Regions from separate parts of the Sus scrofa genome. Here region 1 is linked to region 2. The links are chromatin contacts, called in public HiChIP or PLAC-seq maps. All regions are on one chromosome and are shown on one strand. The core of a region is the stretch at or near the end of the contact, and the rest is flanking DNA. Distances in the headings are between cores, read along the strand shown.

Region 1 (3,204 bases), core at 346-2,845, 550 kb after region 2:
CTGACACAATGAGCAAGATTTATGCTGTACCTGTCAGCACATAGGTAAGACCAGAAGAGTCCTCTGTCTACTGTGACGACACAACGGATGTTAGCCTAGTGAAGAGATGAACCATCAAAGGAACAGGGAGACACAGAAGCCACTCTGACATCAAAGATGACACACCCACTTCCCTTAGGGCATAAGTAGCCCATCAACTCTAACCATGCATTTCACCCCCATTGCCTTTCTAAAAAGGCTCTTCCAGGAAGCAGCATTGATTTTGAATTCTTTTCCCTTGCCCACTTTCTATTTCCCATGCACATGGCCTAGGTGTGGTAGACAAGAGAAGAATTTGAGGTCTGGAATCTCATCAGTCAACACTAGAATAACTCAGAAAAAGTCCTATGTATTTTACTTTGCAGGTAATTCTTCTAAGATGGTCAGAATATTTGATAAGCCCTCTGAGACTGGACACTGTATATGGGGCAGTACAGTGCCTGTGAAAAAGCTTTAACATAAACACTGTAGAAACGTGGGTCGTCGGGGTATCAATCCTACCTTTATTAGGAATGAGAGAATGAGTTGCATGTTTTGCCTGGACTTTTCAGAGTTTATAAAACCCTAGAGGTTCTATTTCATATGTGGTGGATTGATCTTGATCAAGATGGGATTTGGGGGGCTGAAAGTTTCTCCCTTTAGTTGCCAAAGCTTAGTAGTTTGTCCTTTGCACGGAATTCAGTGGGAGCTCCAAGTGAAGCATCCCCTAGATGAGCTGTGCACTGCCCACACACCTGATTGCCTCTCTTTCTTGAAATCATGGGCAGAATTGGTGGAAAGAGAGGGGGGCATGCCTTTTGCAGGGACCCTGTTGTCACAATTGTGACTTGACTTTGCCTCTCTTCTTGTCTTATATCACCATGGGCCCCTCTTGCCTGTCACCTTCTGCTCTCACCCAGCCCCTCCAGAGTGGGACCTTGTTTGTGTAGATCTGCCTGTGTATGTTAGTATTAATTAGTGCTTGCAAAGTTAACCAAGATGATTTTAAAGATTTGCATTCCCTGATCTCCTGAACCTGGATTCCAGGTTTCAGTGAGGAACATCGGGCATGTGTGTAACTCTGATTCACATGGAAGCAGTGCAGGAAGCACTCGCTGTACGTGCCAGCTTTTGCCCTCGCGCCCCCCCAGGAAGTCATACATAGACTCAGAGCTCTGCGTCTCCCCATTGTCTAGTGGTACCTCTGGGCCTCAGAGACAGAGATGAATAGGCGTCCTTTTCTCCCTAATGTCAACTGTGCCTCCAGATTTTTTTTACATTATTTTTAATTTAATTACACTTTAATTGATTTTAGTTTAATTTTTAATTATTAAAATATAGTTGATTTACAATGTTGTGTCAATTTCTACTGTCCAGCTAAGTGGCCCAGTCATATATATTCTTTTCCTCATACTCTCTTCCATCATGTTCTGTCCTGAAAGATTGGATATAGTTCCCTGTGCTGTGCAGCAGGACCTCGTTGATTATAATGCCACTTGTAGCAACGTGGATGCAACTAGAGCTTATCTTACAAAGTGAAGCAACTCAGAAAGAGGAAGACAGATACCATGCCTCCAGTTTTGCCAGCTTCCGGCTTTCTCTCTTCCGCTTTCTAACTCACTTGACTCTCCGTGTTGGTCCAGCATAGTTTGAGTTACAGCATTTGGCACTGACTCCACAGATCAGGGAGTCCCTGTGGAAAAGACGGGTGGGCTAGATTCTTTCCCATGGCCTGCACCTGCTGGGCCTGACTCCATTTTCTGTGGGTGCTTTGGAGAGCACCTGGTCCCAACATGATGCCTACTGCGTGCTGGATGGTGGGCTCCCCCAGACCAGGAGGGTGCTGTTGTCAGCTCCAGAGTACACAGGAGGAAAATAAAGTTCTTTGAGGTCCCATGGCTAGCAAGTAGGGAATCAAAGGAGCGTGACTCCCTATTCTGTGCTCCTCACCTTTCAAGCCTACTGTTCTCCAGTGGAGATTTAACGATCATTGCATATAATAGCAATAGGTGGTGGAACTGAAAATTCAAATAGAGTATGCCCAGTTATACCTGAACTGGAATTTCTGTTTAATTCCCTGGACTAAGTCAAACGTGGTGGGGATGGGAAAGGAGACAGGGGAAGAAGCTGGAAATGTGGATGGAAAAAGATGGTGTAGGCAGAACAGTATTTGGAGATGAAGAAAGTATAAAACACGTGACTAAAGGTGGTAACTGTAACAGACAGTCTGGCCAGTAGAGCGTGGGAGTATTCTGTCTGTCCTGCTTCTTTGAAATATTCTGATACCCAGACAGAGGACGTGGTGGAAGAAGTGACACAATTCTCATAACTGTTCAATGATGACCCATCTGATACTGTGAAGGATGAAAGCTCATGAAAGAATCATGAGGCACACATACATACTTTATTCAGTTTCATGAAGATAACAGTTCATCCTTTGAGTCCTAAGCCTACTTATTAAGTTAGGAGTTGGTAAAATGCAGCAGATTTAACTTATTTTAGCACATTCAGCTGCATTTGTTAAAACGTTAACAAATTTTTAATTTTTAATTTGTTAAGACGTTTTAATTTGTTAAGACTGTTTTAATTTGTTAAGACATTCAACCTGGGTGGCTTTTTAGCTGGGTTTGTTTTTTACTGAAATAAAATCCCTGGCACATGATAATGGAAAAAAAAAAAAATCCAGAATTTCATCATATGTCGTGTACTGTTTTCTACCCTGGAGAATCTTGAGTACTTTGGAAATAATAAGTCTGTTTCCACAATTTCCTACTCTCCACTAGGTTCTTGGGACGCCCAATGAGGACACATGGCCTGGAGTTCATTCTTTACCACATTTTAAGCCAGGTATGTTTCACTAATTACAAATGACTAAGTGCTTCCAAAATGCAAAGGGTGAATGTATAAATGTTCCTCCTCAGGCTGATATATCACCTGGAAAAATTCTGGTTACTTTTGCCATTGTGTGTTATACCTCTTATTGGAGTTGTCCTCTGGTTTTCACAATTTGTCTGTAAAGATGGAATGAGTGACATCCCTTATGAGAGTTTTTCACTGTATGTGTTTCATTGGATTTGACTGGCTAATCTTGTGGTAACCTTTCATTTCATCCTCAGTTAGACTAGCATCCATGTCTATAAAAACAAACTTTATGTCACTATAATCCATCTGTGTGACCTGTAGTAA
Region 2 (3,328 bases), core at 636-3,135:
TGGTGAGAGGTACACAGGCCACACTTCTACCCCTGCTACCTCTCACCCACCCAGTCAGATGCTTTACTCAGGACCCCTCAGCCTGCCCTAAAGTGGGGGCAGTCCTGCCTAGTGTCTCAAAGCTGGGTAGTCTGGCCCCAGGATCTTAGCTTCTAATCATCATGATGATGTGTGATGAGAAAGGCACCTGGTCCTTATTTGTGGAGAAACTTGAAATCCCACGTAGGAATTTGAGCTTTATTTTAAAGGTGAAGGGAGACATTAACTTTATCTTGAAGAAAGGCAACTTTTGGCAGAGGTGGGGAGTCACAATCACACTTATAAGGAAAAATATCTTGATGGTATTATTGGGGTGGGGGTGGGGACGGGAGATGGGATGGATGGATGGTTTAGAGAGGGGAGATTCCAGTAGGAAGATCAGTTAGCAGAGTGCCAATCATTCAAGTGGGCACAGATGAAAGCCTAAACATGGGCAGTGACAAGGAAAGACATTTCAGATTCAACTTCACAAACCCTCTTGATCCTTTAGAAGTAGAGCATAAAAAGGAGGAGCTGGAGAGTCCAAGGTTTCTAGCTTGGGTAATTGGAAGACAATGATGCTGTTAAGATAAAGAAGGAAAACAAGAGGAAGGGTACAGAATTCCCGTGATGAAAAAAAAAAAATGAAAAGCAGAGTCAAAAAGAGATATTTGTATCCCCATGTTCATAGCAGCATCTTCCTCAAGAGTCAAAAAGTGGAAATAACCCAAGTGTCCATCAATGGATGAATAGATAAGCAATACCAGGTCTATCCATACCACAGAGGATGACCCAGATTGCAGCTTTCTGAAGTGCATTTTCTATCCTATGAGAAGGATCATGCACAATAAATGTTTTATCTTACAGGATAGACATTGCCTGGAGCATCATGTAGAGAAGGAATCTTGAGTAATGCTTAGGCTTAGTGGGAAAGAACATAGCAATCTATTAGCAATACCCATCCTCTGTGGTGGGAGTGGGGAATACTTTGTCTAAGTTGCTCTTTTCCAGATTAGATGCTTTCTGAGGTACTGTTAAAATTCTAAATTTCTGTGGTAATCAAAGCCTAGTTTGTCATACATATCAACTCTTGTTAAAAAAAAAAAAGGGGGGAGAGAAATGACTTCTCATGATTTTAAAGCCCAGTTTTCCATTGCCAGTATGTATAAAATGAGGCTGAATGTCAGGCACTTCAAAGGGAATGAATGAAGAAAAATTATGTGCATTCAACAGGAGAAACGACAGGGAATCACCACATACCTTTAACTCAGCTGTTTCCTAATACAAGCACTGGGTGTGTTTTGGTGTGTGTGTGTATTTAGTTGTTTGAGAGTTTAGATAAATGTTCTAATGGGAGTATGGTGAAAATATGTGAAGGAAATGGAAAGTAATTGCTTTTTTACCAAAATGGGGGGGGGGATTATTTCAGTTTCTCCAGTCAAGAACTTTGACTATAGAAGCCACCGGCAGGGAATATAAAAAGCAAGTGCTGAGTTGGATTATTCATTGAGGAGAATTCATATTAATAAAGTTTAGATGAGACCCCTCACTGTTCTATATAAGGAACTATTGCAAAAAAATCCTTTATTTTATAAATATTCATTTTTCTAGAAATTTACTGTTCTTAGTCTTGAAAAAGATGTATGTCAATACTTTTTGGAAAATACCATTATAATTTAAATACCTATTGGAAATAATTTTAAAACAATTTTGCTTTGTGGAATTCTAGAGCTGTAGTCTTTTATATTTCTTCTAACATATTTATTGCATTTATTGTGAAATTTACACAAATCACTTCATCTCTGTGTCAGAACATAACAACCTGGGCGAGGACAGTATTTCATCACTGTACTGCCGTCACTATGTGTAGTGCCTCTCTCTAGTCCCCTCTGACTTTTCTTCTCATCCACTGACGTTTTTAAGGGTCAGCTTTCATAATCCCTCTGATGAAATGCCACCTTCAAACAAATTTTACTGCTCTGCCTTAAGCAACTGTTATCACTTCCCTTTGCATTTTCAGCTCACTTTCTTTTCCCCTCTCTCAGTACTGATTTTAAGGTGGAAATTGTGTTTTATGGGACAGAATGCAGAATCTCAGCTCTATCACTTACTGTTTGTGATATCTGGAGCACATATTAACCTCTCTCTTGTCTTAGCTTCCTCATCTTTAAAATAAGAATAGGTGTTCTCTGGTGGCTCAGCAGGTTTAGGACCTGGCATTGTCACTGCTGTGGCAAAGGTTTGATCCCTGGCCAGAGAACTTCTGCATGCCACGGGCATGGCCAAAATGAAAAAATAAAATAAAATAGGGATAAAAATAGTTGCTTGATTACATACTTGTGATGATACAATGAGATTGTATGTAAAGTACTTATAACAGTGCCAGCCCATAGTGAATACTGAATAAATAATAGCTGGTAAAGCAGCACCTGACAGTTCCTGGCCTATAGGTATTTGTGTTGACTTGAATAGTAATGATAAAATTGAGTAAATGATGAGTTAATTTTGCTCTGATTCCAATAAGAACAAAGGGAGTTAGAAAAAGATCAGGATAGGATGGCTTTGATTGAATAAGCATTTGTTGCATTTTGCTTTGTGCCAGACATGGGGGATACAGCATGAAACAAGATAGACACTATCAGGGGAAAGAAGAGATGTTGGTCAAAGAGTTCAAACTGCCAGTTAAAAGATGAATAAGTTCTGAAGATCAAAATGTACAGCATGGTGATTATAACTAATAATACCATATTATATGTAGTGACCATATTAGTTACTAAGAGAGTAGATCTAAAATGTTCTTACTACAAAAAAAAGAGTGATAATTATGTGAGGTGATGTACCCGTTAGCTAATGCTATCATGGTCATCATTTCAATATATAAGTGTATCAAATCAACACATTGTATACCTTAAACTTAATGTTATATGTCAATCATATCTCAACAAAGCTAGGGGAGGGGAGACAATATTCCCATTGTAAAACAAAAGAAGTGAAGAGCAAAGGAAAATAATAAAAAATTGTGGCACTGCTGGAAAGAAACAAAAGAACTGAAATTGGGGGAAATAAAGGTGGGAACATACTTCAGATAAATAGGAAAGGTGTTGAGGGAGTCGGGTTTAAGTAAAGACCAAAACATGATGAGGAGTCAGCCAAGGAGCAGAGTCGGGGGTGCGGGAAAGGAAAAAACCAGATGGAGGCTGCAGGGGGAGCCAGAGCTTAGAGTGTTGGAGAAGCTGAATGCAGCATGGCTGGGAGTGAGCAAGGATTGAACAGGAGACATAGGCAGGGATCAGATCATGCAGGGGTTTTA

What was found. HiChIP or PLAC-seq counts read pairs in DNA pulled down with a chosen protein or histone mark.
Region 1: an H3K27ac HiChIP or PLAC-seq map of alveolar macrophages shows a contact between it and region 2. The contact joins two enhancer-like sites. A contact is called at or near these places in 2 of 47 Hi-C or Micro-C datasets (embryonic fibroblasts and epiblast stem cells) and 1 of 2 datasets of contacts at active chromatin or transcription factors (alveolar macrophages).

What each region holds. Positions count from the first base shown.
Region 1 is chr9:71,133,931-71,137,134 of Sscrofa11.1, forward strand. It overlaps CDK14 (cyclin-dependent kinase 14), which reads left to right. Exons shown (of 15, transcript XM_021102362.1): 11 at 2,802-2,865. Among named protein-coding and RNA genes, the nearest start is that of FZD1, 210 kb to the right of the region's middle. Within about 2 kb of position 1,596, at least 5 of the 83 cell types and tissues checked have an H3K27ac peak or open chromatin away from gene starts, as enhancers often do. A contact at or near this core is called in alveolar macrophages, where this site is marked.
Region 2 is chr9:70,588,551-70,591,878 of Sscrofa11.1, forward strand. All of the region lies in intron 6 of LOC110262229 (pituitary tumor-transforming gene 1 protein-interacting protein), which reads left to right. Among named protein-coding and RNA genes, the nearest start is that of CDK14, 88 kb to the right of the region's middle. Within about 2 kb of position 1,886, at least 2 of the 83 cell types and tissues checked have an H3K27ac peak or open chromatin away from gene starts, as enhancers often do. A contact at or near this core is called in alveolar macrophages, where this site is marked.